Regions from separate parts of the Rattus norvegicus genome. Here region 1 is linked to region 2. The links are chromatin contacts, called in public Hi-C maps. All regions are on one chromosome and are shown on one strand. Each heading gives the region's core, a stretch centred on a gene start, on an enhancer-like site or on the middle of the called end of the contact. The rest is flanking DNA. Distances are from core to core; before and after follow the strand shown.

What was found. Hi-C and Micro-C count contacts between places; a contact is called where the count stands out from the background.
Region 1: a contact with region 2 is called in a Hi-C map of Schwann cells, with 8 times the contacts expected there. The contact joins two enhancer-like sites. A contact is called at or near these places in 9 of 12 Hi-C or Micro-C datasets (the A7r5 cell line, the Rat2 cell line, Schwann cells and 6 more) and 1 of 1 datasets of contacts at active chromatin or transcription factors (oligodendrocytes).

Annotation. Positions count from the first base shown.
Region 1 is chr13:69,936,596-69,942,149 of GRCr8, forward strand. It overlaps Kiaa1614 (KIAA1614 homolog), which reads right to left. Exons shown (of 10, transcript NM_001427644.1): 10 at 2,633-3,872. The coding sequence ends at 3,679. Among named protein-coding and RNA genes, the nearest start is that of Kiaa1614, 32 kb to the right of the region's middle. Within about 2 kb of position 3,221, at least 21 of the 93 cell types and tissues checked have an H3K27ac peak or open chromatin away from gene starts, as enhancers often do. A contact at or near this core is called in Schwann cells, where this site is marked.
Region 2 is chr13:69,771,538-69,777,010 of GRCr8, forward strand. No RefSeq gene overlaps it. Among named protein-coding and RNA genes, the nearest start is that of Ier5, 48 kb to the right of the region's middle. Within about 2 kb of position 2,429, at least 26 of the 93 cell types and tissues checked have an H3K27ac peak or open chromatin away from gene starts, as enhancers often do. A contact at or near this core is called in Schwann cells, where this site is marked.

The DNA of each region.
Region 1 (5,554 bases), core at 1,971-4,470, 170 kb after region 2:
TCCCGAAGGGCCTCAAAGCTGAAAGTGAAGAACAGCATCCCCTCCCTGTAAAGGTCAGCAGATAGGGTGGCACCACTGCCTGCCACTGCACCTCTAGCTTGAGGCACGCCTCTTGTGGCCCATCCCTGCACACACACACTTGGGTCCAGTGTGCATTTGCCTTGGGTCAACTGTAGCCTGCATGCCCCTCCTCCACCCCAGGCTGCCCTGGTCTCTCCTACGGTACCTTTCCTCCATGGGTTCTGCTCACCTGCCTCTCCCTCAGCCTCCACTGCACCGTCCTCCAGAGCAGACTGAGCTCTTCATGCAGGCCACTGTGCACAATGCTGTGATGTCCCCAGCTGGCAGGAGCAAGCCAATCTATTAACATTCTTCAGTGGCCAGCCTTGAAGGTGCTGCAGCTGACAACTAGTCTGTCACCTGCCCAGACCCGCAGGGACACCTGCCTGGTCGCACCCTAGTCTGCTGTTGTGTTTTAGGATGTGTACCAAAGCTGCAGCAGAGCTGCCTGTGGTTGGCTGGCAGGGTGAAGGTCACTCACCAGCCACAAGTTCCATGGCACACCTGTCTTGTCTCCAAGGTGAACCCAGCACCAACAGTGCCTGGCGACGGAAATCCTGCTCCCAACTCCTACCAGATCCTGTGCAACCTTAGAGGCACACCTTAGAGGTCACCCAGTGTCCCCTCCCTAGAAGCAGAAGCGTGGCTTGACTGAAAATAGTGCCTTCTGCGATCCCCTGCAAACTCCACCCATCCTTGCCCCGCAGCCCCTTAGGAGATCATGCCAAAGTTGGTACTTTCTGTTCTGTGGTCCCCAACACCAACCGCTTTCTGTGGATTTAAGGGATGTGGTTATTCAAGGGGAAATGCACATCTTTGCACAGGCTAGGTTTTGTTTGTTTTTTACGCCTGAGCATCCTTGCTCTCACTAAAAATTCCCATTCACTTCACAAAGCCACGCTTAGGAGCACCTTTTCCCTCCTCACCACCATACCTCTGGCTCTGCACCAGGCTGCACCATGTCCGACACTGCCGCACTGCCCAAATGGTGTGGTATTCTTGCCCCTCCTTGTTCTGTATGTTGATGGAGTCTTCCTCATTTCTCCCACCCCTCCAGCCTGCACCAGACCAGGCTCAGGGCAATTAACTACATTCTAGAATGTTCTGATGGTGCAGTATCTGGAGGAGGGCTAAACCACACCAGTAGCTCTCTAGGTAAAGCAGAGTACAGAGACCGGGCCAGATGCTGGAGAGAGCAAAGTGCTCCCCTAACACACGCATGCATGCCAGGAACCACAGCTTTTGCCTCAGGGGAAAGCAGAGGCCACAGGGGTGCCTCAGATCCCAGGTCAGAGACAGGAGGGACTATTACCCTGCACATTCTTTCTCACATCCCAGTTCTGTCCTTTTCCACCACTGAGGGAGGAAAAATAGAGGAAGGCTAGAGAAGACAGGTGAGCCTCACACCAGCAGACAGGGATGGGGAGCCTGATATCGGCACTTGCACCAAGCTGGGTTTCCCACCTCTCGGAGGACAAGAAGCAGGACACTCCTGGTTGGCCCTGTCTAAAGATTAGGATACATCAGGAGCCAGCAGAAACTTCTGCCACTCCAGCCTTTTCCTGTCCTCTCCCAGTCCCAGCCCTGTCACTGCATTTCTCCAGAAGACAAGTGACCTTGCGATACAGAAAGCAGAGGTGACTTTTGCTACTGATGCTTTTTCCAAGATGAAATTTCTTCAGCGGCAGCTCCAGGCTTGGGGACGCCAGCAGGGCAAGGTTTTTCAACCTTCCTAACGCTGTGACCCTTTAAGACAGTTCCTCATGTGGCGACCCCATACTATACAATTATTTCGTTGTCACTTTAGCACTGTAGTGGGCCTACTGTTAGGAACTGAATGTAAACATCTTTGGAGACAGGTTGAGACCCACTGCTGTAGTAGGTCACCAGGATTTCCCTTTGGCTGTGGCTTCTGCAGGAAAGGGATGGGGCAGATTCATCTCTGGGGTGCTCCAGTGTCCTCTATTCCCTGAGGTTTCATGCACTCGATATGCTGGACACTCTACCCACCTACTACACCCCCCCTTCTGCTTTTTCTCCAGCCTGGGGCAGCCCTAGCCATCCAGTCCTGCACTCTCGGGGCTCCGGGACACTCCCCCACTTCCCTTCCTCTCCCCAGCCTCTGGGTTTTAACTGAATTCTGGTGCAAATGTTCCAGTCTCCTCCCCAAACAGGTTAGTTTCCTCTGTCATCTCTCAGCAACACTCAGTGGCTTCCTTGTCTGATAAAAACTGCCCATGACACTCGTGTCAGCCCAATCCAGATGAAAGATGTTTTGTTTTGTTTTTTAACCATAGCTGGCACTGTGGCAAGTTCCAAAGCAGCTGTGCCCAACACCACCTAGCCCAAGGTTCTTAGCTCTGTTCTCTCCGATCTCAGCCTTGCCAGGGCTCCTGTATGACTCAAGTTCTGCAGGGCCTTCTGCAACTACCCTGGCCGTGACCCTACCCTTGCAGGCCTCCTTGCATGTCCCCTCCAAATGTCCCCTGGCTATACCTGTACCCATCTGCGCCTGCCCTGCCCCAGACCTCTTAGGGCTGGTAGAGATGAAGTGGAAACAGAATCCAGCAACTCCAGTGGAAGCAGCTTTGGCTTTTTAATAATTTAAGACTGACACCTGTCCAGGCATCTAGAGTCCTGAACCCTTGAGCAGCGTCTGAGCTGAGCAGACTGCCCTATGCCTAGGTGGGATGGCCACCCCCCACCCCCCGCTCACAGCCTCCCTACCTGCTGCCCACCCACAGCTGCCACCAGGGAGGTCTGGATAGAAACCCTGCAGCTGGGGGACAGCCAGACACCAGCTGCAGCCCTGTCTCCAAGCTGGACAAGAGAACAAAGACCAAGGCCCGCCCAGGCCAGGCCACAACTAGGCAGGGGTGGAGGCAAAGAGTGGGCTGGGCTGACCCCCCACATCCTTCGTACCATGGCCATACTTGCTGCAAATGGCAATAGTTTCATTTTTCAACTTTGTGTTGGTCGTAAAAATTCCTAGTAATTCTTAATACTCTGGCTCCCAGATTCTTTCAGAAGTTCGCATACCCAGAAGGGGCACAGAGCTCCTGACAGGCCATACTTCACAGAACACACAGTTAGGAATGTGTGCTCCTGGCTGTCAGGCTGTGCCAAGACACTGAGCCCTTTCTGGATCAGAAGCAAAGTGTCATATGGGAACCAAGCAAGCTACGGCTGAAAGAGATGGGGCGCAAAGCCAATGTGGCCACGCTGTGTCTGGTGTGCTGGGGGCTGGGGAGCCTTTTCAGCGAGTGTGGCCAAAAGCTGAAGCTGGCTCTCAAGGGCCAGCTTTCAAGGGCCAACTCAAGGATTAGTCAGTTGCTGTCCTCTCTAGCTCCAACAAAGGAACATGGCAACTTCTGTGAAGGAAGAAACCAGTATTCCCTGTCCCCAGACCTGTATAAATTAGTATCCTGAATGGGCACAGGTACCTCTTCCTACAGGTGGCCCATCAGAACAGCTTCTGCCACACCCAGACAGAGGCTGATCTGTGAACTGCATTTTACATTCATGGTATCTCTGGGTGGCACGTTTCTAGCCCCTCCTACTGTGTGTGTGGGTCAGGGGTCCTGAAGGAGCATCAGCAAGAACAGCAGTACTTCTGGGTCACTGGGGGACAGGCCGTTGTCTCAAGACACGAATCGACAAGCTCTCCACACGCACCAGCAGCTCGTTGATGTGAGCCAAGCCCAGCCCAGCAACCTTGGCCCCGTTCATCTCCAGGATCTCATCCCCTACCCCAAGGAGCCCTGAGTACAGCTTGGCCGTATCCAGGTCAGCCATGTCCTGCACATACAGCCCTGTAAAGGAAAGGGAGGCGGGATGAGAAATCATGCAGAAAACAGTGACATGCCCCTTACAACTGATATCATGTGTCCCCTGTAATCCCCTACCCCACACTTAACCTCATTTCTCTGTGGCCTCTTTCAAAACAGCAAAACCCATGCAAATGATGCTTGAAGACGTTATCCATCTTCTGTTTAGTACGAAGGAACTAATCTTACCCTTTTCTGATAGCAGCTTTTCGGATAGCAGTGTGCACTGTGCTGCTCAAGTGACCCAGGCCCAAAGGCCAAGGCAGGGGACACGTCACTGGAGTATGAAGAGACCAAATCTGGTCCAGAGTCCCTGGCCTCAGGGTCACTCAGTTCCTCACTTGGGCTTTGGTGGCATGTGGCCAAAGTCCATGGAAAATAGATGCCCACATCTACAATGTACTTGCCTGTTTCTTGCACCCTTCGCTCTACCACTCCAAGAGGCTCACCCTGGCCAGCATGATCATTTCTTGGGTTGTAAAATGATCAAACCTGTCAGGGACTCGTGGCTGGCTCCCAAGAAAGCCGTGTTGTAGGAGAGGCCATGGGGGCTTGGGCTGACAAGGCAGGTCTCCAGCCACTGCTGCCACAGCAGTGTCCACCTGAGAGCTGGGCATCTCTGGGGTTCTCCGTCAGCTGCCCTGAGCTGACAGCATATATGGGAGGTTCCTCTGGGGAAAGCTGGAGCCCACTACCATTCTCTCTGTGCGAGCACAGCCAGCCGCTAAGGACAGAGGGGGACAGCCTTTGCGAGTGGCTCTCCAGCAGCTGACAACACAGTGGGGTCTGGGGACAGGTGAGCAGTCCTGACCCCTTCACATAGTGGCTGTCCACATGATACCTTCTCCCAGGCCTTTCCCTAGTCAGGTGCTTGGCACTGGCAGGATGTCTGTTCTGGTGCGTCCATCTCTGGCTTGCAGCATCGTGGACTGTGGGAGGTGGTACCTTGCCTTATGGACCCAGAGGCTCCCCCTTCATTGTAGCCCTGGGTCCCAGAGAAGCCAGCCTCTGAATATGGAGTCTACAAGTCCTTTACTAAAGGTCTGTGGCTATTTGACCCATTTGTCTGAAGTGTGGCTGTCCCTTTTGGAGCCTTTCCATTGAGGCCCCGTCTCCAAATAACCAAGTGCTTACAGTTCTTTGGCAGAAGGCTTTCCCAGTGAGATCCCACCCTGTCCTTGGTCTCCTTTCGTGCTGCTTGAACAGCTAACCTGCTGGGTCTACAGGCTGGTGGCAGGGAGAGCAGAGCCACCCCTACCTCCCATGGGAACCCACAGGAGTGTTTGGTATGCAGCAGGAGAGGCAGGTGGGGAGGAATGACAAAACCCAAAAGAGTGTAGCCACCCAGACCAGACACTGACGTCACTGCAGCCATTTTAGGGAGACCTGGGTAGGCTTCCCAGCTGAAATCGTGACTGGGAGGCAACTCTGGCACATGGTCTGCTGGAGACAGCCTTTGTTAAGGATGTTAGACGCCTATGTGGTAGCTGGTTAGAAGCAGAAGGCAGGGCCTGCTGTTTTCGTGGGTGTGGTGTCAGATGAGATACGTGCCACATTCCTGACTCAGCTTAGCAAGGGGCCAGGGCAGCCCCAGACCACGGCTCCTCTCCTCCGAGGCACAGGGAACTGGCCTAAGCAGGTAGAGGAAGGCCTGAGGTAGAGTGCCA
Region 2 (5,473 bases), core at 1,179-3,678:
CAGACAGAGGTAGAGCTAAAGTATAAAGACTGATATCAGTCTCTTCTTCACTTAGGAGCTACATCTTCCTATAGTGACCCTCTAGGCCAGTGTGGTGAGAACGTTGGGAAGACCTTCCCAGCATCCCTCAAATCGCATTACAGAGGCCATAGCTAAGACCTCTTCATACAGAGAGTTTCCTATGGAAAGCTCATCTTCATTCCCAAGCACCTAGTCCACACCAGGCAGAAAGGGACTTCCCTCCAAGAGATCTTGATCTCTGGTCAGTTTTAATTGTCAACTTAACACAATCCAGTATCACCAGGTAAGAGAGTCTGTGGGAGTGTCTGTAGGAAACTGTGTTGACTGTTGTAACTGTTGTGGAAGCCCCAGCCCATGGTGGGTGGCACCATTCCCTAGGTTTGGGTCCTAGATTGTATATAAGTAGAGAAAATGAACTGAGTTGTAAGCAAGCCTCATGGTGGAGGTGATGTGACCTGGTATCTTATTAAGTTCCTTGTTGCCCTGTCTTCCCTGTTATGCTGGATGTAACCTGCAATTGTGAGCTTAAAATACAACCTTTTGTCCCTAAGTTGCTTTCTGTCAGAGCACTTTGTCCCAGCAATAGAAATAAAACTAAGACAATCTCTTAGCAAGGAGCTATGAGAACACCAAATGTCACAGGTGTGACAACAGTACTCTGGAGTCTGAGTTCGCATCCAGGTCCGTCATCTGCTAACTTCACAACCTTGAGCAATTATCTGGCCGTATCACGCACTGGACAGGAGTTCAGATCAACCTTGAGTCGCCATGAGCCTTGATCTAAACTTTGGTCCCTCCTCTTGGTACCCCTGCTCCATCAACTTATTTGAAGCTTGTACATCCATCGATCATTCTCATCACCTCTGCTATTTATCTCAGTGTCCTAGTTTCACTCAGAAAAGCCTAATGTTCTTCCTGTTCATGCTCTATTAACTGCTCTGACAACTTCAGGTGATGAAGAGCCACCATTAGGCCAACAGAGACACCAGGACCCTGTTGGCGATGCACCTGCAGGGGGCAGCATCGGGCAGAGTAAGGTGATGCCAGGGCTCCCTGTACCGTCAAGGTTAGTCTGGAGCACCAGCAGCCCGCTGACAAAAAGGACCCATTTTATTCCAAGTGAATCTAACACAAGGTCTCCAGGTAGCCCAGCGGTACACAGAGAACAAAGGGTGGTTTTGTTTTGGTTTTTGTTTTGGTTTTTGTTTTGTTTTTAGGAATCTCTGGCCTAGCCAGCCCAGCTGAGTTCCCCGAAAGTAGAATGCTGTTGGCTTTCTTTACAGCAGCTGACACCTGAGAAGAGAAAAACATCCATCTCAGTCTTCCACCACATTCCCAACCACGAGGTAGCCGGGTAGTCCTTGACAGGGGAAAAGTGAAGGCTTAACGTGTCCCCACTCTGTCCAGTGGGACACAGCCCCTGATATTAAGTGATTATTTTTTTTTTAAAGGCAAAGATGTGAACCTGGAAAAGGGGACATACATCTTCACATGCTGTTTCTAAGAAGACATGATATTTCTATGTCCCAGAACACACATGGTCAGGCAAGATGATAGTCTATGATTTGTGCATCGATTTATATGGGAGAACAAAGATACAAAATGGTTAAAATCATCAAGATGGGCCGCCGGTGCAGATCTGTTAGTAAGGCGCTTTGCCTAGTATATGCCACCCAAGGGTTCTCTCCCCGGCATGTGGCACACATCCGTAAACCCCAGCACTCCTCAGGTAGAGGCAAGAGGATTAGAAAAGTCGTCCACAGGGAGCTGGAGAGATGGCTCAGTGGTTAAGAGGTTGAGAGCACTGGTTGCTTTTCCAGAGGTCCTGAGTTCACTTCCCAGCACCTACAGGGCGGCTCACAGTTCCAGGGGACCCGACACCCTCACAGACATAAACGCAGGCAAAACATGAAATAAAAATGAATGACAAAAGGGGCTGGGGATTTAGCTCAGTGGTAGAGCCCTGTGCTGGGTCCTCAGCTCCGGGAAAAAAAGTAAAATGAATGATAATTTTCTAAAAAGAGCCATCCTCAATTTCACAGCAATTTCAGGCCAATATGGAAGACATGAGACCCTCCCCCCAAAAAATTAATTAAAATATTATCAAGACTTTCGCAGAACTCCAGCACACAGGATGAAGAACGGGACGAGGATGGGAAGAGAGGGAATTTGAGGATGACAACAGCTACCAAGGTGGCATTAAGTGACCAGCGCAGATTGTGAACACAGACTACTCCCCTGAGAGCTTCAGGCCTCTGCCTGAGAGAGACATTTGTCACTCTCCTTTTGACTGTGGCTGGGGGAGGGGAGCCGCCCTGTCACGGTGACATCATCACCTTCCAAGAACCACTGATTCAGCCGCTGAGGCCCCAGGCTGGACTCACTTCCTCCAACCAGAAGGCAAGAGGGGGTTGGGGGGCAGAGGCAGGGCTGCGGGCCTGTTCTTGGCAGTCCCCACCCACACAGTCCACACAGTGTGGATCAGCTTCTCGACCACAGGCTCAGCCGTGTGGGGGCTGCCTGTGTTCATCCTCACTCACGGCCTCTCCAGCTGATCAACCAAGCATCCTGGGGAGAGGCAGACATCTTTCTTTCCTCCTTATGAACAAGGAGCTAGTTCACGGGGGGGGGGGGGGGGGGGGGGAGGGCTGGGATGGAAGAAATGGGAAGGGCTGGATCAGATGAAGGGGCCGAGGCTAGGAGAACTCATGTAGGAGGCTGAGGCTGAGACAAAGTGAAACCTTTGACTGTGACCACTTCACAGCCACAAGTAGGCCCAAATCGGATGTCACCTAGGGGTGGGCCGATCTACCCAAGACCACTCTCTTCTCCAGAGTGTGAACATCTCGGCAGCTGAACTAGACGTTCAAGGACAGAGTAAGAGGAGGCCATCTGTAGCCTTAGTGATAACTTCCTCCTGGCCTCTCCTCCAGCTGAGTTCTAAGTGCCCTTCCCCAACTCAGAGCAGTTCTCTTTTATGACCACTCAAGGTAGAACCCATCTGCCCTGCATCGGCATCTGTCTTGCTTCGTGTTAAACTCAGTGTTCTCGCACACTATCAGCTGCTCAGATGAACAAGAAAACGAGCCCGTGGGAAGTCCCATGGTTCTATAGCACGGAAAAGCTCCCCTACTTCTCATCCAGTCTGCCACGTCTCAACCTTTTATTATATTGATGTTCTAAGTGCTCTCCTAACCCTGGGCAAACATCTCCGTCCTACAAACCAGAACACGATGATCTGGGAGGTGAAGGAAGTTGTCCAGGGCACCCAGCTGGTGAGTGGTAGAGCCATGCTAAGAGCCAGCTCCAAGAAGCGAGGTCTTTCCACATGGGTGCTCTGACTCAAAGCAAGATCCTCCCCTGCCTCTGAGTCAGCAAGAATAAAATTAGAATTTCACTCGGCAGTCATCAAGTCTTAAGGTGAGGGTAAGTGGGTGGGGGACTTGAAGGTTGTCCAGATTTGTGACCAAAACAGATGTCCAAATCTCCTACACACTGTCCTGGCTTCTGCTTGAGGTACCAAATCCAGGAAGTCTCCTGGTTCAGCATGTGCTAGCTTCGAGTCTATAGACAGCTTGCCAGAACTGGAGATTAAATGTCCCTATATGGTCCGTGCATCATATCTGTTCTTGGGAGACATAAAGGACCTGTGTCGCCCCAAATGCCCTTTCTCCAGACTGCAATCTCAGGTCTCTCTATTTACTCCTTCTTGGGTGTTTTTCTCACCGCTGTGCTCTGTGTGAGGTCTGTTCTTGTCTGCTCAATCTCAAAGTGAAACTTCAGTGAGCTGCAATGAACTGATACAGCAGTACCACCTTCAGAAGTGAGCCAACCAGCTCGGAGGAGAGATCACACTCAATATGCTATGGGATTGTTTGACCTTATCGTGAACGAAAGCCCTTAAATGCCTGTCTCGTGTGCTGTCCGTGAGCCGCATCCTCTCCTGTGGCTTGTCCAGCTGGGCTTGGAACACACATGACTTGCTCCCAGCAGGCAGACAATGCCTAACAAACGTTCCTGGCCAGCTCACTGCTCCCTGTCATCAGACTCCTAGAGCTCAGCCCTGTCCTCCCTCGGGACCCAGCTCTGGATCTCCACTTGGAGAAGCTGCCAAGGGCTCCCCCTGGCCCAGTAAGCTCCTGACAGAGTCCTGACTCCTCACAGCCAGCCTCCTTATGTATTTCCAGAGACCACTTGGGAAGTTTATTCTCATGCAAGCCACAGGGAAGCAAGGGCCACTGTCACAGGCCCTTTCTCTGCTGAGGCAGAATTTGCTTGTTTGACAGCGAGCTTTAGGCTGCTATGGAAAGACACCATCGAGGGAGTCACAAAGGCCCATATGTGAAGTGGAGCTTAACCCCTACTTCCTACTTCCCCTGAAGGGCTGTTACTACCCCCTTGACATTCCTCCCCGAGGCTTTGGGTAGAGGGTGGGGCACATTGCACCTTCCTCTGCCTCCTCACGTCTGCTGAGCCTCCTGCCAGGCACTCCAGTCTTCCATTCTCAGGGCCTGAGCTCTGAATTTTATATCCTCAGCACTGCGGCTGAACACGTTGCTTTATGCTTGCATGCCCAAGCTGCACTTCTAGATAGAAACAAAGGATCTCCTTGAAATATGGGAAGCATTCTCTCTCTCTCTCTCTCTCTCTCTCTCTCTCTCTCTCTCTCTCTCTCTCCAACCAGGCTCTGAGAACATTAAGCATTCACTAGCTATCTAGCTATGGAGCAGGCAGGGTAGGAGGGGGGAATCAAGTTTGAAAGGCAAAGCTGAGTAAGACGTCTTTGTTCTAGACTGTCTGGGGCTCTCCCGAAACCACGAGCCCATCGAGTCAGTGAAGGAGGAGCAACCTGATTCCCGAGAGTGAAAGCGTATTGTTTTCATATCGCAGAAGCAATTTCCCTTCTTTCACACCGTTTCCCAAGGCAGAATCTCCGAGGGCTGGGTGCCTTTGCCTCCCGCCCGCCCATCCACTCTTCATCCTAGCCCTCACACCCTTCACACAGCTGCATTCTTTCCTCTTCCAGACCTGGACTTGCCTGCCCAGGAATGCACTTCTAAGTTAGCTGCTGAGGCTCTGCTTTACTCATTTGTCATCCCCTCTCGTGGCACCAAGGTCACACGGCTGAAGTGTGCAGGCATCTGCTCGAGTCCCTTCGCTTTCTAACCAGGCATTAATTAGCATATGTGAATGCCAATGGATTTGCAGTTCTCTCCACTCTAACTACTTTGCTCTCCATCCTCTTATCGTGGGTTCAGAAGTGGAGTGTTTGCATGTGACAGAGTCTAGCCCAGGCTAGACACTTAAGAAAGAGAGATCAAGGCTGAGATCTCTACGGTGGGCCTAAGGTTCAAACTGACGCTTGCCAGATGAAGAGAGACGGAGAGGGAAAGCATTCCAGACCCAGAGAGAGGCCAGAGCGGGAGTCCAGAGCCAGGCTTGGCCGGGGTAG